Regions from separate parts of the Zea mays genome. Here region 1 is linked to region 2. Evidence: chromatin contacts called from public Hi-C data. All regions are on one chromosome and are shown on one strand. The core of a region is the stretch at or near the end of the contact, and the rest is flanking DNA. Distances in the headings are between cores, read along the strand shown. Region 1 holds the start of LOC100275199. Region 2 holds the start of LOC100217122.

Region 1 (3,455 bases), core at 520-3,019, 260 kb after region 2:
TGACTTCATGGGATCGTCCCTCTGATCATGCCACATCCAGAAGGGGATCCTCCTGCTCAAGCCCAGAAAAGGAGGTGCACAACTCGTCGATGACCTTGCTTCGTCCTTCGCTAGCCTGCTAGGCCATTTCTACCCATTGGCTGCTGGCTGTCTCGCTGCCTCAGAGATCGTAGACGGTGTTGCAAGTCCAAAGCCCGCCATCACTCTCAGCTGCAATGGCGAATGCACCAAATTCATTCATGCCATGGCTCCTGAGGTCACCAACAGTCGTGTTGTCCTTGTTCCTGCTGAACGGCGGGCTGCTGAATATGGAAGCACTCGTGGCCTCCCTCCCTACGCTGTCCACACAGGACACAGCCGCCAGTGCTGGACAGATGCCTCTACCCTTTAGCAAGCTGGAGGACATCGTCCGGCCATCCGAGTACACGCTGGTGCAGGAATGTTTCTTCCATTTCTCTGCGGAGAACACAAAGAGGCTCAAGACAAAGGTAAACACCGAGTCTGAGATAGCCGGAACCGCGATTTGGGCGTGGTTTCGCCGTGCCCAACAGGCTCGATTGGGCCGTCGGTCGTTGCACCTTACTATATCTTTTAAGATATATAAATATTTATTTTTAATAATGCTGATAAAACTATAGAATAATAATTAGTGTTTTATATATTAATATATTTTATTATATTGATCCCGTAATAACGCATGGATATATGCCTACTAAATTTGACAATCGAATCTTTTGCCAAGTTTTTTTTAAAAAAGGTCTGTTCTCGGCTGATAGGGTGGCTGTAACCATAGACACGGTAGGCAGACTCAGCTCGCATATCCTGGTAAGTCTCAGCAGCAGCTCATATCCCCGTCGCTGTCTCGTACGTTCCGTAATCCGAACGGACAGCCATGCTGCTGTCGAGGTTAATCACCGTGGCAGATAAGTCCAACACTATATACATACACGTACATCAAAATTAGAGTAGAAAAAAAAAAGAAAGGCCACAAGGATCGGAATGGTTTCGACTGCAGAAACTAAAAAAAAAGACATGGACGGCTTTGCCACCACGCAGACCTCTGCTTTAGTTTCTCCGCATGGAGCAGCGGCAGGGGCATGTGCGTACGCTATCCCCCGGCCGAAAAGCCCGACCTGGAGAGCCACGGGATTTGCCAAAGCGAAAAAAAGCAGCTACTAGGATACTGAATGCCCATCCATGCATGACGTAGCATCCATTATTACCTTGCTTTATCTTCTTTTTCTACAGGGCGGAGATTAAACCTCCCTGCACTTGTTGTAGTTCGACACGGGAAGAACAGCTCATCACTTTTTCTTGTAGCTGCAGACAAGTGGCAAGCATTGCTGACGTGGAGCTAGCTCACTTGTTGCCGGTCTCAATGTTTCTGTCAACATACCAGTAAGCTAAGCATCCGGTTTGGCAACACGAACATGAGGGCCGGGCACCAGATTAAAAGCTGGACGGTCGTCGCATATGTTCATCAGGCAACTAAATAATGCGGCACGAGTCGCCATCAGCTTACCGGTAAAGCAAATCCTCCTCCTCCTCTCGCAGAGACTACTACTCTAACAATGCAAAGCATCTCCGTGCCATGCCCATCACACAATGAGAAATCTTAATTTGTTTTGCTTCTCTCTCTGTCTGTCCCTTTTTATATGAAAAGGAACAAGAGATAAAAGATACAGGAACCAAAAGGCGACGAGCTCAAATCTGTTCTGGTGTATCCAAGGAAGAGCCCATATATACACCTGACCTTACACGGCCATACCAACCAGGACAGATAGATGGAGGATCATCACACGGACAGGAGGATATCCAAGGAGGCCGGCGAGGAAACGAAGCTGACCAGGAGCTTCCGCTACGAGGACTACAGCACCAGGCGAGTCTTCCTGCGCAGCTACCCGCTGCAGTGGGACTGGTCGCCCTCGCGGGACGACGACGACGACGACAAGCAGGACGGCCAGGATGCCGCCGACGGCGACGAGTGCTGCGGCAGCAGGCGGTGGAAGAGCAAGATGGTGGCGGCCGTCACGGAGTGGGGGGAGGACAAGCTGCTGCTGCTACGCAGGGCCAAGAAGCGCCTCGCGCTCTACCTCATCGGCTGCCACCACCACGGTCGCCGCGCGCTGCCCTTCCCGTCAGCCTCACCCGCCGGATCATGCACCGTCGCCATGATGCTCGCCTCCAGATGATCGATAGATATCCACCACCGTACGTGCACGCACGGCGCGCGCGCGTGCATCATATATGTGTGTGGTCGACCATCGGTCGCGCGCGCCCCACGTCGTCTTCCTCTCTCTTTCTAGTGTATGATTGGCCCCTACATACGTGCTCTCGGAAATGAATTGAAAATGCACTGTATACTCTTGCTACCAAAAAAGTTGATTAATTACACACACCACAGGTAAATACGACGACCTATAGCAGAGCTATTACTTTAATTATGTACTACGTCTACGCGTACATTATTCATAATATGATCATGAAACTGAGTATAAGTGCATTGTACAAATTAGGCTTTTTTCGGTTATTCCTATTTCATGTGGATTAGATGGAATTGGAAAAATTGTGATAAATTTTGACTTGTTTGGGATTCAAACTCACCCAATCCCACCCAATTCACATGAATATTAAGAGCAAAACGAACAAACCTTAAGGTATATATACAGGTCCTATATGCAGACTTAGCTAAAAAGAAATAATCACTTAATCGGGTTCTACAATCCTTCACAATATTCTAATGCAAGCATACACCAAAGAGAACACGTAGGAGGAGGTAGTTTAATCATAATTACATATTATATTACTTTAATGAGGTTAATTATTCGGTAATATTCAAGATTAGCAGCACAAGTATAAGACAATGGTAACATGTCATCAACTACCTGAATCTATTACCATAAACACTATAAAGTAAGACTATCAATCATACTTAAGCAAGACAATATAGTAGAGCAACCACAACCAACATGTTTAGGACAGCAGCACAACAGTTACTTGTTTCAATCATTACTCAAAAGATATTCATCCAACAATAGTGAGCAAATACTTTCTGGAAAGCCTAAGAAATGATCTACAACTTTGGTATTGTAATATCAATGTGATTAAACACTTAGCAAAGTCAATTAGTGCTAAAATTACAGCTCTGTCTAGATTTGGACTGATTTAGACTCCTTCAAAAATTCATAACTACAGACTTAGACATCCAAAATAAGTGATCCTAGACTTTCTATAAAGGCCTGTATGTTTTGTTGGAATTGAATTCCATTCTAATAATCATAATTTAGACAAAACTAGTTAAGTTAATATATTTGTATATGTATTATATTTGTATATTATCCTAAATCATATGAGAGAGATAGTTATACACTATATTTATGCTATAGAGAAGCAAGTAGAAGAGTGTGTTATAAATTGTACATTAGAAAGGTAGCATGTAAATCTACAGAATCAAT
Region 2 (3,672 bases), core at 440-2,939:
AGACTTCCCTAGTTATTTAGCCAAGACCAGAGTCATGATAGTTCTCATGGTTGCGCTGTTGTCCTCAGTGGTACTCCATGTTCCAATTAACTCATATGATCTTGTTTAATCAACGAGGCATCCACAATATCAATGATAACAGTAACATGATCTTTGGAACTATAATACCATAAAGAGTGACTACATAAAGTTAAAGTTGTAGCAATAGCATAGCTACTAAAGTAGAGTACAATACCCAGGTTTGATCAAGGATTAGTGTTGGAAAGGTTAGGTGAATTTGAATAGGTAACCCTTCAAATTATGCATAGAATAAATATAAATCTTAGTTATCATGTGTTGATTAGGTTCAAACAGAATATGCAAGGGAAGAAGTCCACTTATCTTGCTTAAAGAAACTTGAGATTCTTCCACGGAATAGATCCTGATTCTCAACTACGGGATCAATCACTGAACATCAATAAACAAACAAGAAGAAACAAACACCACTAAATAACATACAACATTCAACATAGACCAAACTAAAAGAAAACATAATAAAAATATCGTTTTCTCTTCAATAACACAAGCAATGGTTATAGCAAAAGACGCTCTTTCTGAAAAGGTTTGGTTTTATATTTTATAAAACAAGACGGATAAACGGAGATGGGGAAGCATTCTCCATCCCCGTTACCCGTGGGGACCCATTAAACTTGTACGTGACAAATTGACAATGTTTTCATGCAATAGTTAATGATAAAAACAAATAATTACCTTGCCAAGAGATCACTCATTGTACAAATGTGTTCATTTCCATATACATACAATGATTTATTACATTTGACAATGTTTATAAGTAACAATGTTTTGTTTTAATAACAAATGACATACATCCTACTTATAATTTAAATGGGGACGAGATCTACGTCAGAAATTTATCACCGCGGGAAATAGGTACGTCGAAAAAATACCCCCGTAAACATTCATTGGATCTCCATGGAGATAGGAATGAGAAGCTATTTCAAATTTCTCGTTACTATTCCTATATGAGACTCGTGGCTCACATGTTAGTGAGTGGAGGGAGAGCGGAAGACAAGAGACAATAACAGTCGAGGGCATTTTAGTCTATAAAAAACACAACAGACTATAGATTGATCTAACGTCTTTGCTAACCTAGAAAATGTTTACACCAATTTGTAATGGTATCGTTTTGAAATACGTAATCGTATAATTTTAAAATGCAATGTTTATAATGATATATATCTAAGTAATTACTATTTTAGCGTGACACCTAACATTTCATGTTCTTTGTGATTTTTTGCTTTTTAAAATAGACAACGTGAGTGCTTATCACGACATCGATGGTGGCTCCTTTAATTTAACCTCTGTTCTTTATTAATGTCTTGAAGGTGTTCGTAGAAAAAGTGCTCGATAAAAAATTGTATGTAAGAGTCGCGTATAGTGATGTCCGTGGAGCATCAACTAGATAACGTCATGCAGAAATCCTTATGTTTGATGTGCTCGCAGTATGGTCCACGGAGCTGTTTGATGCTGGAGATTACGTAACGTAACAGGAAACGCCGGCGCACCGCCGCCCAAGCACGCGCTCCCCTCCTACCCCAAGAGTGCGGGTGTGGTCAGACGCTGACCCGCCGGCTGCCGCACGCTACGACAGAGGAAAGGACGCGCTGTGACGTTTTTGCCGCAGCGCAGGAGAGAGAGACGAGACATCACCGCACGGACAGCCACGTCGTGCCTCCGTGCACGCACACGGTATACGACAGCGCCATCACTCCATAAAAGGATCCGGGGCAGCGCCACCGCCGGATCCGACGGCCTCCGAGGCGGGGCCGAACCGCCGAAGTAGCCAAGACAACACGAGCAGCGAAACGCCATCTATTCCCGACTCTGCTGCACCTGCACCTCCGGGCCGCCGCCGAGATGGGCGCGGATGGCGGGCTGAACCGGGCGGCGGAGAAGCCCAGGGATGGAGAGGGCGGGGAGGCGAGGGTGTTCCGGTGCACGGACTACTCGCTGCCGCGGACGACGCTGGCGCTGGCGCTCTGGCTGGGCGGTATCCACTTCAACGTCCTTCTCGTCCTTGCGTCGCTCTTCCTCCTCTCCGGCCGCGCCGCTGCCATGTCCGTACCTCCTATCCCGTTCATCCAACCCCCATCTTTTCCTGTACCTACTCCAATCTCCATGATTCGACCAAACAAAAAAGAGGGTCTTTTATGATTTATTATTATTTATCCATCTTGCTGGTGACAACGTCTGTTACAGACCCGTTTATTGATGCAGAGTCGTGGCGTTCCAGCTCTTGTTCATGTTCGCGCCCGTCAACGACAGGGACAAATGGGGCCAGAGCGTCGCCAGGTACGCTGTTCTTCATTCCTTCCTTACGTTTCGAAACTCTAATAGTTGGGATTCGCTTCCCTCTTCTCCTCGGTTGTTAACTTCTATCAGCATGCGCACCGTGCAGGTTCATATGCAGACACGCAATGGGCTACTTCCCTATCACTCTGCATGTGGAGGACTACAAGTCCTTGGATCCCAGCAGGGCTTACGGTATGCTCCCGAAAACCTGCTTCTCCATTCATGGATGCTGCAGTCATCGTATCCATTATCCAATCCATAAGTGCCCACGGGAGTCGAGAAAGTATCAACTTCAGTTGCTGAGTGTTAAGGGAAGGGAATCTTTTATTTGCAGAGTTGGTGTGGTGATAGTGATGGTAGTGTTGTGCATTTGCAGTGTTCGGTTATGAGCCGCACTCAGTGCTGCCGATAGGTCTGTCGGCTCTTGCTGATCTTGTTGGCTTTCTGCCTCTCACTAAGATCAAGGTCCTTGCGAGCAGTGCGGTAAGTCAGCTAAATGCCTTGACGCCAAATGCCACAGGATTCAGGGACTCCCCTCATGATGGTTAATTTCGAGTTGGGGCCAGGTGTTCTACACCCCGTTCTTGAGACAGATTTGGACATGGCTTGGCTTGGTACCTGCGACAAGGAAGAATTTCTACTGCTACCTTGGAGCTGGTTATAGTTGTATCGTAGTCCCTGGTGGTGTACGGGAAATGCTTCATATGAACAATGATTCAGAGGTTCGATTTTGTCATCCAACCCATTTGTTGTATTATTCGAACATGTTTAATATTGCATTTTACAATTAAACTCTGTTTATTTGCCTACTGTCCTGTGTAATCACGTCAAATTCATTGTTTTGATGAGTTTACATTACAGGTTGCTTTTCTTAAATCAAGAAAAGGTTTTGTCAAGATAGCTATACAGTCTGGATGTCCTTTAGTCCCAGTTTTCTGCTTTGGGCAGGTAACAATCAATCAACCATGCTCTAACAAGGCATTGTCAATTCCTTAAATTTAGGTTCCAAAAGAACTAGAAGTACAGATTGGTTGAACTTCAAACAAATACAAAGTTTATTAGCGCATGTCTACAGATTCTATTGTTTGGTTAACAATGCAGATTTGCTGTCCTTGGGTGCAGGCATCCTTGTTAGCTGAAGTATCATGTTGTTATGTTTAAAAGATCATCACAGAAACATCTATGTAGTACATATAAAGTTAAGTATAGTTGCAACAGGTCAGTTTGAAATTCATCCTAGATGTCAAGGAAGCAAAATAGACAAGCAGGCAATCTGACACTATTCATCATGTGACAGTGACACTTGTCTTTTTTATTTTA

Evidence for each region. A called contact is a pair of places that touch in the nucleus more often than the background predicts.
Region 1: a Hi-C map of bundle sheath shows a contact between it and region 2, with 3 times the contacts expected there. The contact joins the promoter of LOC100275199 here to the promoter of LOC100217122 in region 2. A contact is called at or near these places in 2 of 25 Hi-C or Micro-C datasets (bundle sheath and tassel).

What each region holds. Positions count from the first base shown.
Region 1 is chr9:49,599,762-49,603,216 of Zm-B73-REFERENCE-NAM-5.0, forward strand. It overlaps LOC100275199, which reads left to right and starts at 1,770. Exons shown (of 1, transcript NM_001149347.1): 1 at 1,770-2,451. The coding sequence starts at 1,785. The coding sequence ends at 2,192.
Region 2 is chr9:49,340,329-49,344,000 of Zm-B73-REFERENCE-NAM-5.0, forward strand. LOC100217122 reads left to right here and starts at 1,690. Exons shown (of 9, transcript NM_001254802.2): 1 at 1,690-2,117; 2 at 2,278-2,352; 3 at 2,459-2,544; 4 at 2,729-2,835; 5 at 2,919-3,074; 6 at 3,214-3,300. The coding sequence starts at 1,918.